Regions from separate parts of the Mus musculus genome. Here region 2 is linked to region 1. Evidence: chromatin contacts called from public HiChIP or PLAC-seq data. All regions are on one chromosome and are shown on one strand. Each heading gives the region's core, a stretch centred on a gene start, on an enhancer-like site or on the middle of the called end of the contact. The rest is flanking DNA. Distances are from core to core; before and after follow the strand shown. Region 1 has its middle 110 kb from the start of Gm4802. Region 2 has its middle 29 kb from the start of Gm6936.

Region 1 (6,222 bases), core at 3,126-5,625:
GTCTTAGTTGCTTTTCCTATTGTTTTGATAAGATACTCTTACAAAAGCAATTCAAGGAAGAACAGGGTCCTTATAAACTAACAGTTTAGGAGTACAGTCCCTTAGAACAGAATCTCACAGTTGAGGGGTGCAGTCCATTAGGACAGAGAAGTCAAGGTGCAATAGCTTGAAGTAGCTGGTTACATTGCAACCAGAAGCAAGATCAGAAAACAATGGATTACTACGTGCATGGCAGTTTTCAGCTGGCTCTCTCTCTCTCTCTCTCTATTTTTTTACAGTCCTCAATCCCCTACCCAGGGAAGTGGCACCACCCATAGTGGGCAGGTCTTGTCACATCAATTAATGTAATTAGGATAATGGCTCACTGGCACTCTCAAAATCTCATCAAACTGAGGATTAACACTAACCAGCACAGCAGCCCCTTTCCTAAGTGATACTAAACTCAGCTTCAGTGTACCCTTGTGGGAAACATAGCAACCTTCAGCCACACTCTGCAGCCAGATGCTTCAATTCTAGCAAAGAGAATAGCAAGTAGAAGGTATCATTGAGAAAAATTCCCATTGGCGAAGATAACATGAAGGGGCAAGTTTTGATGGAAAAGACCAAGAATTGCAGGTCATAGAGCTTGCTGAGTAAGTCCCTGGCTAGATTTTAGACTCTGCCTACCACTGCCCATGAAGTGCTTTCATTTAGCCTATCACATGTGCATACACATGAAATAGCTGAGACTCTGCTGTGGGAGGGGTAGCCACTGATCTTCTGGTTAAAACGGGAGTGGGACTATAGAGAGAGGACCTGCAATTAGATTTTATATTAGTCATTTTGAAATTCAAAGGGAGTGGAGTGCTTTAATCTGTGTTCGCTCAAGTTATTTGGCACAGAAAGAATAAAATCAAGCCTTTGCTCCACATCACAGCCACTGGGTCACTGTCAAATCCAAGCTTCTTCTGGCTTTGAGAAATCTATGTGCCATCATCAATTTTCATCTCTGCACATTCTTCTCTCTGGTGGAAATGATGTGTGGGAAAAGCTAAAGTTGTTTATTGACCAAGGGAAAGGTAATCTGCATAACATGAAAATTCACAAATGGACAGAAGAGTAGAAAGAGGTTTCATCTTTCCTCCTGCTTGCTAGATGTCTGAAGAAACGCACACAAAGACTCTGCTTGACCTTGCTGTGTGCTAGATGATTTTCTCAATAATGTTCATCCCCTGTCCAGTTATCCAACAATGTCACTTTGAGTCTTCTGCAGCAGCATAGAACTCAGAGCTGCCTATGCAGTTTACTCTTTGTTTCCATATTCTGCAAGCTAGCCTCATGCTCAACTTCTGAAGACAATTTGGTCAAACAGATAAGAAGCATGGGTTAGGAGAGTGGTGCTCTAGCATCAAATGCACTAAGAGATTCACAATACACTTTATTATTTGGGTCCTTGTAACCTAGACATGGTGCACACCAGGCACATCCTCTACTACTGAGCTATATCCCCAGCATGGTAGGGTTCTGAATGACTGCCATGAAGTACTACGCTCTTGTTCACATATCCAAAGTTAAAGAGCAGACTTCACAGTTACCTTGCTCCTGCAGAGTGCCTGGGCTGAGAACATCTGTTACTGCCAAATGCCTGGAGCCTAAACACAGTTCCAGAAGTGAATCAGAATTGTAGAAGTGAGGTGGGAAAATAACTGGTGGAGGCAGTGCTCTGTGCTCACCATTCCTGGCGCATCATCTGACATCCACATTTTAAATTCAATGAGACATGATGTTCCGGCACTTTAATTCAATCAAACCCATTGTCCCAGTTAGTCATCTTTCTTACAACACACGTGTTGTATTACAATGTTTATATGGTACTTCACCTTTGATATCTTTCCCTGCTGCTCTGCCCCCATCTCTCCCATGGCTGGGGCTATCTCTGTTGTTTCATGGTTCCCAGACTCCCGGACAGCAGGGGTTAAAAAAACAGGGTGGGAATAAAGGAAAGAGACGGGGGGGGGGGGGGGACGGGACGGGACATGGGGACGGGGACATGGCATTCAGTCAGACTAAGAACTGAAACTCATCAGCAGAATGTGACTGTCATCTGGCTACTGGGCTAGCTCCAGCTCTTCCCTTTTTATTTAATCAACAAACATATCTAAAAAACCAAATAAGAAACAAGACAGCAAGTCCATTGGAAAGAATCAGAAAGACTGTGGAGCACACAGTTAAAGACTTATAAAAATGGCAGATAAAGTAGAATAGACTGCCATTCCGAGGAACAAAAAGCCGTTCCAGAAACTGGAATTCAGGTTAGCAGCTTGCTTAGACTTGACAACCCCAATTCAAGTCCTTAGTGTCTAGGACTGTCATGCCAGACAGACAATCTATTTCTACTCCCATTATTTGCTTTGAGTCTTCAGAATTTTTCAGTCTGACCCCAATCCATGGATTCATTGTTGCTTTGACATTGGGGCAACAGTGAGGACTTAGGTAAAGTGTGCCTTCCTCTTACTGCTCAGTGACAATACATCTCTTCCCATTCACCACACTGGCCCTGCCCAGGGAAGGCAGCCAAGTCTACCTAAGCACACCCTTCCATTCCTGTTCCTGTGTCACAATCACAGTGGAGAATAAGCCTGGTGAGAGGCAGGACAGGGGCTAGCTCCTGTCTCCATTCCTCTTAGTAATTAGTAAGCCACTGTTGCTGCCACAGTGGCCTCACGCTTCTGACTTCACCAACTCTTAGTTCCCTTCAAAAGCCCACTCTTGCAAAGATTGTTAGTGTATGATTTGGGGGATTCCATTTCCAACAAACAAGTAGACTTCGGAGGTGTGTGGTCAAACCGTCCTCACTCATTAGACACATATGACAGATCAGACTATCTCACCTGCAGGATTCAGTTTAGTAAAAGCACCATTCTCTCTGAGGTGGTGAATCGTTTTTAAATCAAAGCACCAATAACAAATCTTTCAGGCAATAGCTGGAGATTGCAATCAATGTGCTAACAGAATTATGTGTTAATTTCCTAGAAGGGAGATGCCCAAAATGGCTACACAAAGACGGTTTTACAGCTTATTCATGAGAAAACTACACACATGCTGACCTACCCGCCCAGTTACACCTTCCTTGAGAGAACCAAAGAGGGCAGTTTTGCTTGAGTAGTTTAAGAGACAAGAGCAAGAATGGGGTCAGTCTGAAGAGGCCCACTCATGCCTCAGGATGCCAGGCTTCGTTACTGAAATAACAGTCAGAGATGCCAAATGGAGGGGTGACATCTGGTTCAAGGAGAATAAAGGAAGTGGAACATGAATGATCCCAGCAAGAGCAGCAGCCCTCAGCCTCTTCCACCAAGGCTCTGCCCCCTTCTCTGCCTATTTTTCTACCTAACAACTGACCTCATCCAATATATTCTATATTTCACTTCGATTGGTTTGCTTCCCCTCCTGAGAAAGCAGGCTCATACCGGGAAGAGATTTGTGTCTGTTTTGTCCATTGTTCTGTCCTTAGCACTGGAGCGTGGTGCTCAGAAAGGGAAGTATTGAGTTAATGTACTATCCATTTTCTGACTCTATAAGGTGATAGGAAGTTCCTCACTGCGCCTTTCTTACAAAGCAGGGCTGTAGGCCTGCATGTGACCTGTATGTAACATAGATCTGGAGACTGATTCAAACAGTCTGAACTGAAGGTGAGGAAGCTTGGGATCCGACCATGTGGAATAGAATCCTAAGCCTTCTGCACGCAAGCTTGCTGTGTGAGCTTGACTTAGGGACACCCATGCAGAGCAGACGTGCATGTGGTGGGGGGTTTGCATTGTTGCACTTTAAGAAAGGCAACTTACCTCCTGTGTTTGAAGTAACCTCTCACATTCCCTCGAGTCTTCACAGTCATTTTATGAGTTCACATAGTTCAGTGGACTCTTGTTTGGTGAGGGAGTTCTCCCAGAGAGACTGCACTGGGTGGCCCCTATCAGAAAGAGAATGACATATATCTTCCTTGGCTATTTCATTCTTTCAGTTGATTTTCCAGTTGGCAAATGTTTGGCAGCTTTGTTACCAGTGTGTGACCTGAGGTCATGGTTTCTTACAGGCATGAAATCTGCCAAGCAACATGGACTCGCAGCTCCAGCACAATCCAGAGGTCCAGAGAGAAATATGAAGGGTGGAGAATGGTATAAAACAGCAGATTTATCAACTGTTTGGGAAAGCCATTCTCTGCAGTATGACTGGACACTACCCGCCGCAGGGAGCACTTCCGGTCTGAAAGGGTGTGTTGGGAAACCATGAAGGTTTCTCTGACTTTGATTTCCTTGAGCAGCAGGCACAGGCTCTATGTCCTCAGGCTCTTATGCTTTCTGTTTGGCTCTATTCATATCCAGAGCTTGTGGAGAACAAAATGAGAGCCAGCAAACTGCAAGAAGAATTGGAAAGCTATTTATACCATCTTTATCTTTTCACACGTAGTGTTTGCAGCACTTTCCGAAAGATGCCTTCCTGTGAGAGGCTGAGTGAGAACAATGTGTAAATGAAGTGACTGGGAGAGGCTCAGAGTGGCTATCCCACCAGCAGACTGTACAGGATGCTCACTAATTAGACTGGGGACATTTTGACTCTTGTTTTCTGGTTATTCTCTCTCTCTCTCTCTCTCTCTCTCTCTCTCTCTCTCTCTCTCTCTCTCTCTCCAGGCCACTGAGGATTCCAAGTGTCAGGTATCAATAAAAAATATGAAAGAGGCATCTCTGAACTGTCTAGATGTATCCTCTATACCCACTCCTGGTCTTCAGCAAACAACTGGAGAAAGAGGGGCAGAAATAGGGATTCAATGTACCCCTGAACTAATGATATGGCCATTCATTTACATTTCAATGTTATACCTTATTTTCTACCTTTACTTTCTAGTTGGATTTCCTAATAAAAGAGAGATTCTCTTGCTCACATGCTAATGCCTAGTGGCCTCCTTACATATAGTAGGTAGATACATTGTGGTGTTGAGCAGAGAGACTAGGTGTCACTGCCTAGTCCTCTCACATTGCAAGAATAACTTATCCAGAAGGAAGGGAAATCTGTGTGGGCACACATTGTTATAGATCCCTTGACAGCACAGGGCCAGGCAGTGTGGGTCTCAATTCTGGTTCTTGAGACTGAGTTGTTAGAGACGTCAAAACCTCCTTCCCATGCAGCAGGAGGCACGGTGTTGATAAGAAAGCAGGGCACTTCAAAAGCATCATCTTGGGCTAATTAAGATGAAATGAACTGCTTGCATGGCTTTTATTACTAGATAAGTGGTTCTTCTTTTCTGAGATGAGTCTGTCTGACACTTACTTAGAGCATATGGGGTCTATCAAAGGCACTGAGGAATGAGCCCATGGTGTACGTAGCTAAGGAAACACCCAGAAAAAAATGAAAGCTTGCTACTCTGTCTTCCGCAGGGTGAGAAAGCTGCCATGCTGAAGGAGTAAACTGATGCTTGTTAATGCCTGGGTTTTCCTTTTATTTTCTCATTGATTATTCGTATTGTTTTCTTCTTTAAACACATTCATTATGAAGAATATCAACAACAACAACACTATAATTTGGGAGGAGAGGGTATTGTCCCAAAGAATGCACTACTTTCCCATTGTATCTCCTCTTTGTTTCTTCATTACAGTTTGGAATGTGCTGTAATGAGGTGTGCTTCTTAATTATGTCCAAGTGTCTGCTTAGAGTAGAGCCATTCAACGTGAAATGATTTTCTGACGTCAAGTCAAAAAACACTGATTGAGTGACCTACTTTGTGGAAGATATTAGGGTAGGCCATATAATTTGAAAGCTACACTACAAGGACATCCACATCTCTTCTTTCAGTACATGTTTCGTTTAATTTTGTATTTTAGACAAGATTTTACCATGTAGGCTAGACTGGCCTCAAACTCACTATGATAGCCCAGGCTAGCCTCAAATGTGCACTTCTCCTGTATTTTAGTTACTTTTGTGATACAGAGATGAAAATGCATGACAGTAGGCAGGGGCAGCTCTGTCCACTGTGGTAGAAAATTGCACAAGCATTTTGTAAACAGGATAAGAGAGAATATTCAGAGAAAATGTGACTAGAAGTAAGAGTAGGTAGATACAGAGAGACTCTCTTGTGTGCTATATGGAAGCATTATCTGTCAATAAAAAAAGCTGGTGTCTTATTAGCTTAGAAAGGAAATAAGAGGTGGGAGTTCTGGCAGGGAGAGAGGATTCTGGGATAGAGTTGGGCTT
Region 2 (6,568 bases), core at 2,753-5,252, 490 kb after region 1:
TAAGGGAAGGATTGAAGAAGCTGAAGGGGACCAGCAGTCTCAACTAACCCAGACCCCAGCGAGCTCCCAGAGACTGAGCTACCAACGAGGCAGCCTACTCGTCTGAGGCCTCAGCACACATATAGCAGAGGACTGCCTGGTCTGGCCTCAGTGGGAGAGGATGTGCCTAATCCTCTAGAAACTTAAGGTCCCAGGGAAGAGGGAGGCCTGGTGGGTAGGGGAAGCACCATCTCAGAGGCAAAGAAAAGGAGGAATGGGATGAGAAACTGTGGGAGGAGGGACAGAGAGGGCAGACAGTGGTTGGAATGTAAATAAATAAAATAATTTTAAAAAAAATCAATTTTAAAATAGGATAGGAAATTTAGTGGCGGGATGTAGTTGTTTGAGAATGCCTTGGCATTGCATTTATGGTAAAGGACAAAGACTTTGCCAGCTGGTGGTGGTCCGTGCCTTTAATCCCAGCACTCAGTAGGCAGAGGCAAGCAGATCTCTGTGAGTTTGAGGCCAGCCTGGTCTATAGAGTAAGTGCCAGGACAACCAGGACTACACAAAGAAACCCTGTCTTTAAAAAAAGTTTAATTACCTTTCTGACCACCAAGAAGCACAGTATAGGTCTCTTTAGTTGCTACTTAGCATATTATATACTTGGTAATAGTGTTCTTTATTGCTATGCTGAAATTATACCTTAAAGGCCTAGGAAGATCTCTCAAAGTGTTCACTGAGCATGCATCCCCATAGCCTATTTAAACGGTCATGTAAATCTACACATGTCTATAATACCTGTGCCGGGGAGATGGAAGATCCTTGGGCCTCAATGGCAAGTGTGTCTAGCCTAATGTGTGAGCTGCATCCCTGTGAGGCCCCCAACTCAAAAGAAGTAAACAAATAAATAAAAAGGTGGAGAGTGGTTGAGGAAAATAGGGGATGTTGACTGCTGACCTCATTTGGGAAAGTCTAGTGTGAGCATCTTATGTGTTTATAGCCAGGAGCTGGATGTAGGTTAGAAAGAGCTGGAGAAGCAAAGAGGGGTGAAGACTCAGAGATATGAAGACTCTTCCTCCTCTCGCTTCTTGTCACTGACACCATCATGTCTTCTACCTCTAGTTTCAGAGCCTTTCCACATCCCTGTTAAGTTGGGTATCCTCACAACACGGCAGTGATGTTCCAAAAGCAACCATGCCCTCAGAAGGCTGGTTGAAAGCTATATATGTAAAATGAAAGAAGAAAAATCTAGACTATGAGATCTGGACTTTTCAGGATGACAATCCTAATTAGCCCCAAAATAAACATAAAATTCCTCGTTCTCTACCTTGATAATTTTAAATTTAGACAAGGCATTTCAGACAAACTCCTGGATGCGAAGCATAATCTCGTTCATGTTAGCAAAGGGCTGTGAGGGAAAACTAGACTGAAGACAGGAAGAGCAAGCTGCCCCTGAGCTGCAGGCAGGACTGGTGTCTGTCCATCATGGTGTCTCTCTGCTTCTCTCTCATCTGTGAGACCTCTTCTTCCTCTTTCATTCTCTTCTCCCCACTCCTTCCCCATGCCTCACTATCTCTATGTCCTTTCTCAATCGCTTCCACTGGCTCCATTCTTCTTCTGTCTGATAACTTGAGTTGACATCCTGGCCTTCCCTTGTCTCAGAATCTAAGTATATGAAGACATTTCGACATCAGCCTTTGCTTTGCCTTAGTCTTCAGGAATTTCCTGATTTAAATTCCCAGGAAACACAGTTTGCTGGGAAAAAAAAAGAGTTATCTGTGTTTAGGTCACAGACTCTTTTAAAATTATTTATTTCTATTTAACAATCACTCTTTTAAAGCAAACGAATAGACAACCAAACAACAAGCTCAGACCCCAGCAATTCAAGCCCAAAAGAAAAGGCAGTTCAGCAAGGCGGGGCATTCGCCTGCATATTCTAGTGTAAATGTCAACCTTTCCTAAAGGATCAATTAAAATCAGAAAACTGAGAGTACCGTAGGAGATGGAATGCTCTAAGAAGAAAGTGGAATATTATATTTAAATCCACATTCAAACATATCCACAAAGCCATTTCTCTCCAAATCAATATATCAACATCTTCGATAATTCCTCTAGCAGACTACTATTTCCAGGTGGGTGCCTTATTTCTATAATACTTTTTTCAACCTCTGCTACTGTTGAGCTACAAGCTGGCTGTCTCAGGACCTCTAGGAGTTGAGCCTGAACCAAATTTCAAGCAATTGGGCACCCTAACAAAAGTGGTGCTGTTTTCTATCTTAACACTGTATTGTTATGGAGTTGTGTGGGTTTTTTTTTTTTCTGCATCTTTTTAAAAGTGGGAAGACTCAGGAATTATTCTTTGTTCAATAATAAAGGCTTAGGAATATATCTGTTTCTGTGGTCAGTGCCTACTGCAATCTGCATTGGAAAAATCGGGCTGTGCATGCTCTGTGGGGTTCTGAACCCTACTTATTGTCAGTTTCTCACCAAGTCACATTTTTCATTGATTCTTATTTTTTTTAACACATTCTCCACTGCCGCCAAGTTATTAACTAATTTTTTTTATAACTTAGAATGAAAAGGGGGGGGGGAGACCCAAATAAGCAAACAGACAAACAAGACTGAAGCTCCAAAAGCCTTCTGTACCTAATCCGAAGCCAGTAGGCTAAGACGATGCCTCTGGCATGGTCTCAGCTGGCAGATCTGGCATGTTGGTGAAACTTGGATTTTTCAAGATTCTGTAGATTTTTGAGAGAGGGACCCACCTTGGAAATGACCCCTGAACTCACCAGGTAAGTCAGACTAGCCTCAAACTTGCAATCCTTCTACCTCAGTCACCTGACCTCTTGGATTTACAGGCATGTGTCATTATAGCAGGCTCTAGTGGAAACGTTTTAATTCAAGATCTTAAGGAATCTAAGGTGAACTTTCTCTTGTCTTTAAGATGCCAGCAAATACCAATTACGAGCGAGATTTAATTTCCCTTTGGGTGTATGACACAACAATTATCTCTGTGAGTTTGAAAAAAAAAATCCTAACCCAGAACTCTCTGGGTTCATACCAGATAAAGCCCTCAGGAAAAGTTGCCATGGCTGGCATCATGCCCTGACATTCATGCATGATTCAGCACCTCTAGACGACGATTTGGGGCAATCTGTTTTTCCACCCAAGCCAGACTCTTATCTTGCTAGAAGCTGCGGGGATCAGAATCCCAGCTCTCACAGATGGCTGCTTCCTGTGCCACCCATCACCTAGAGACATCCAGAGGCTGCTGCTGCTGGTGCTTCTCAGCCTTCCAGGGGCGTTGGAGGATGGGACGGATCCGGGTGATTGATGCCTGCTTTCTTGCTGATAGAGCCTCTGTTTATAGGTGGGATTAGACTGAGAATTCCTGGGTCAACCACCCACAGATTGTATCAAAAAATAATCAATCCCGTTTGACTGTCTTAACATTTTGGCTATTTTAGTTGTTAAGGCAACCAGATCTGATGAAGTGTTCACTCATCAATTTGATGTTCTGCAATTGTCTGTCATGATTCTGGAGTTGCGGGGATGGGACTGGGGGGAGGTAAAAAAATCAACTGTCAAAATAGTCAATCCAAAACAGTCAATTCTGTCACGAATTTCTCCCTGACACCAGAGATCAACGCTTCTTCCTCCCACGACTTCTTTTTTTCCACCTCCTCCCTTTGGATGCATCCCTCCCACAAGCAGCTTCTCTGCGGTCCTGATGTTGGTAAGCAGGGCAGAGCTGAGGTATTTTAGGTTTGCCATGGCTTACATTTTCCTAAAAGGGTTCCCCTTCCTTTGCTTTGATGCTGATTTTGTTTTTACTAGTGAGCAGCCCTAAAAACATGGGTATATTGTAGATACAAAATATGTTTCTATTAAAGGGGGAATTCAAAAAGACATGTCCTTCATTTTTCTCTTTCAAGATGCATTTTGCTTTCAGGGTGCATGGTTCCAAAGCCAGGGAGAAGCGGCTGGCTTACACAATCCCTTCCTGTCCCTGAGCCTGCTCCAACATCCTTGGAACAGAAGGGCTCTGAATCTGGCCTTGGTGTGAGATGTGGCTGGCTTTCCAAGTTGAGAAATGCGTTCGTAATTACTTTTTATTGCTCTCTCCATTGACTTTGCAGACTCACCAGAACTGGATTGTATTCTACCACACAGTGACCCCCCATCTCAGCCTGACTGCTAATTTAACCCTGGCTTTCTTTCTCCAGAAACATTTGACCTTGTGCAAGAATTTGGCATGGTCTGCTCTCCTCCCACGTCCCAGTAAGAGCAGCATTGGTCTGAGATCATTAGCATGAGTAGGCAGCACTGCAGACTGCCGCCCGCCAGCATAGGGCTCCAGCTGGTACAACAGTACCCCCTTTTCTGGGCAAAAGGGCAGTGGCCACTGTTTGCCAGGAGACCTTGTCCAACATTTTGCTTCAAGATGGTGCTGCCAGCAATGTAGACTGAGCCAATTTGCTCCTTCCTTTGATAAAATGTATAGAAAAAAAATGTAGACTCAGTGAATCATCCTTGGTTTATATACCGAAGCCTGTATTTCAAACACTTCTGCTGATTTTTTTTCCCCAATGAAGAAGGATACACTGTGTTAATTAAGAATCTGGAAAGGGTCACTAGGAAACTAGGAGTTCCTTAACCCACTTAAGAGAACAATCTTTGCAATCATTTAAGACGCCCATGTCTTCCTTCCGTTCATAAGCTGATTACATGCCACTTTTATCTCCCCATTAATTAAGCAGCCAAGGACAAATACTGGATAAGATTTCATAAGGGAAATATTGTCATACAAGTTCTTAAAAATAGTACTTCTTCAGGTCTTCAGGAAGGAATTCATAGTTTCGTGTTTTCTTTCACTCAGCTCCCTGAATGATTCAGGTTTCACATAAGCCTGGGAATATACATACCTAGAGCTTATAAGCTATGTCTTCATAAAATGCATTTGTTGACAGGGATTTGGTACAGACCTAGAAATGCATTAGGTTGAGATGGTAACATAAACAGTGGCCAGAAACCTCAACTCTAGGCATATACAGTACATTCAATGCAACTCAGTACACAAAAGGAGATATATATATGTATACATATGTGTATATATATGTAGATAGATAGATAGATAGATAGATAGATAGATAGATAGATAGATAGATAGATACATAGATAGATACATAGATAGATACATAGATAGATACATAGATAGATACATAGATAGATACATAGATAATCCTTTCCATTACTCTCTTTATTGGGAAAGGGAGAGAAAACATTTATATGGGTAGCAACTGTATAAGCTAAAGGTCTAAGGCCTTCACTTGAGTTACTTTGTGGTCAGAGTGACAATGCACCAACAAGAAGTCCCTTAAGAAAGGAGGGGTTTGCTGAGGTTCATCGTTTCAGTGAGATTTAGAACCATTTTTGTCAGACTGCATAGCAGTGAGCTCCACTGCCCATGGCAGCCCGAGCATGCAGCAGGGCTGCTTACCTCTTGACAGATCAAGAGGCAGAGAGGAAGAGGCCTGAATCAAGCGTAGGTAGGACTTTCAAAGACCCACCTCGTAAAGGTCTGTAAAGCCTTCAGAATAGTACTGTTGGGTGAGAACAAAACATGTGCCTAGGAGAGGGGGCATTTCCAGTGCAAATGATAGATAGTGTCCCCTAAGTGTTAGAGGAGACAGATCTAGAGCCAGGGCTCCTCTCCCTCGCCCCCATCTTTTCTTATTATTATATGAATTAGAAACCAGAACAACTTTTCTAGTAGTGAGATATCCCGCCCCCCCCCCCCCCCGCCAGCCCTCTTGCCCTATTTTGGAGGACTTCAAAACTTAAGGACTTTCCTTAGCTTAGCAAAGATATTCAGTACTAAAGCATATGACTGTAGCCAAGAGTAGATGGCATGGGGCGAGCGCTTGCCTTATCTTTAGAATTGTTGTGATTTTTCTTAAGATTTGGAGAAAATCATTGCATCTCACTGAATCCTTCCCTGGAATCTCACTGAATCTCATAACTGGGGATGACAATGCCAATCCTACCAGTTGCTGTCACATCCATATCAAACTATGCAACTGCAGCGTTCCCTAAAGTACCTCAAAACAGTGATCCCGTTCAGTCTTCACCCTCAACTCCATGGTGTCTCCCATTTTACCAAGCAGATCTCTTTCCACCTATGCTTCTCCATGTTAGCAAAATCATGATAATTGGTGGTTATGTTAATGGCTCTGAGGTTCCCCAGAGGTTCTGTGTCATTACAGAGAAAGCTACATGCTTTTCACAGAACCAATGTTATGTGTAACCAATTATAGTTTCCTTCTTCAAAGATCTATTATCCGTGAACCTTGGGTTGGGTAAAAACAAAATATCCAGTTAACAAAAGCAATATTTTCCAGGTTATTAAGCATAAAAGAAAATTTGAGGAAAGGCTTTACTTAAACTACTAACTGGAACCCAGAAGATTTTCATAAATGCCCTCCTAGGCCTTCTTTCTATTTTGGACTTTGATAATAAGTAGAAAAAGAGACTAAGAATTGTTAATATGTAGAAAACTGAAATCCATATATGATAGCTCTCAGGG

The links. HiChIP or PLAC-seq counts read pairs in DNA pulled down with a chosen protein or histone mark.
Region 2: an H3K27ac HiChIP or PLAC-seq map of heart atrium shows a contact between it and region 1, with 7 times the contacts expected there. The contact joins two enhancer-like sites. A contact is called at or near these places in 2 of 484 Hi-C or Micro-C datasets (embryonic stem cells and nephron progenitors) and 2 of 115 datasets of contacts at active chromatin or transcription factors (embryonic stem cells and heart atrium).

The regions. Positions count from the first base shown.
Region 1 is chr16:49,517,441-49,523,662 of GRCm38.p6, forward strand. No RefSeq gene overlaps it. Among named protein-coding and RNA genes, the nearest start is that of Gm4802, 110 kb to the left of the region's middle. Within about 2 kb of position 4,376, at least 15 of the 459 cell types and tissues checked have an H3K27ac peak or open chromatin away from gene starts, as enhancers often do. A contact at or near this core is called in heart atrium, where this site is marked.
Region 2 is chr16:50,006,584-50,013,151 of GRCm38.p6, forward strand. No RefSeq gene overlaps it. Among named protein-coding and RNA genes, the nearest start is that of Gm6936, 29 kb to the left of the region's middle. Within about 2 kb of position 4,003, at least 72 of the 459 cell types and tissues checked have an H3K27ac peak or open chromatin away from gene starts, as enhancers often do. A contact at or near this core is called in heart atrium, where this site is marked.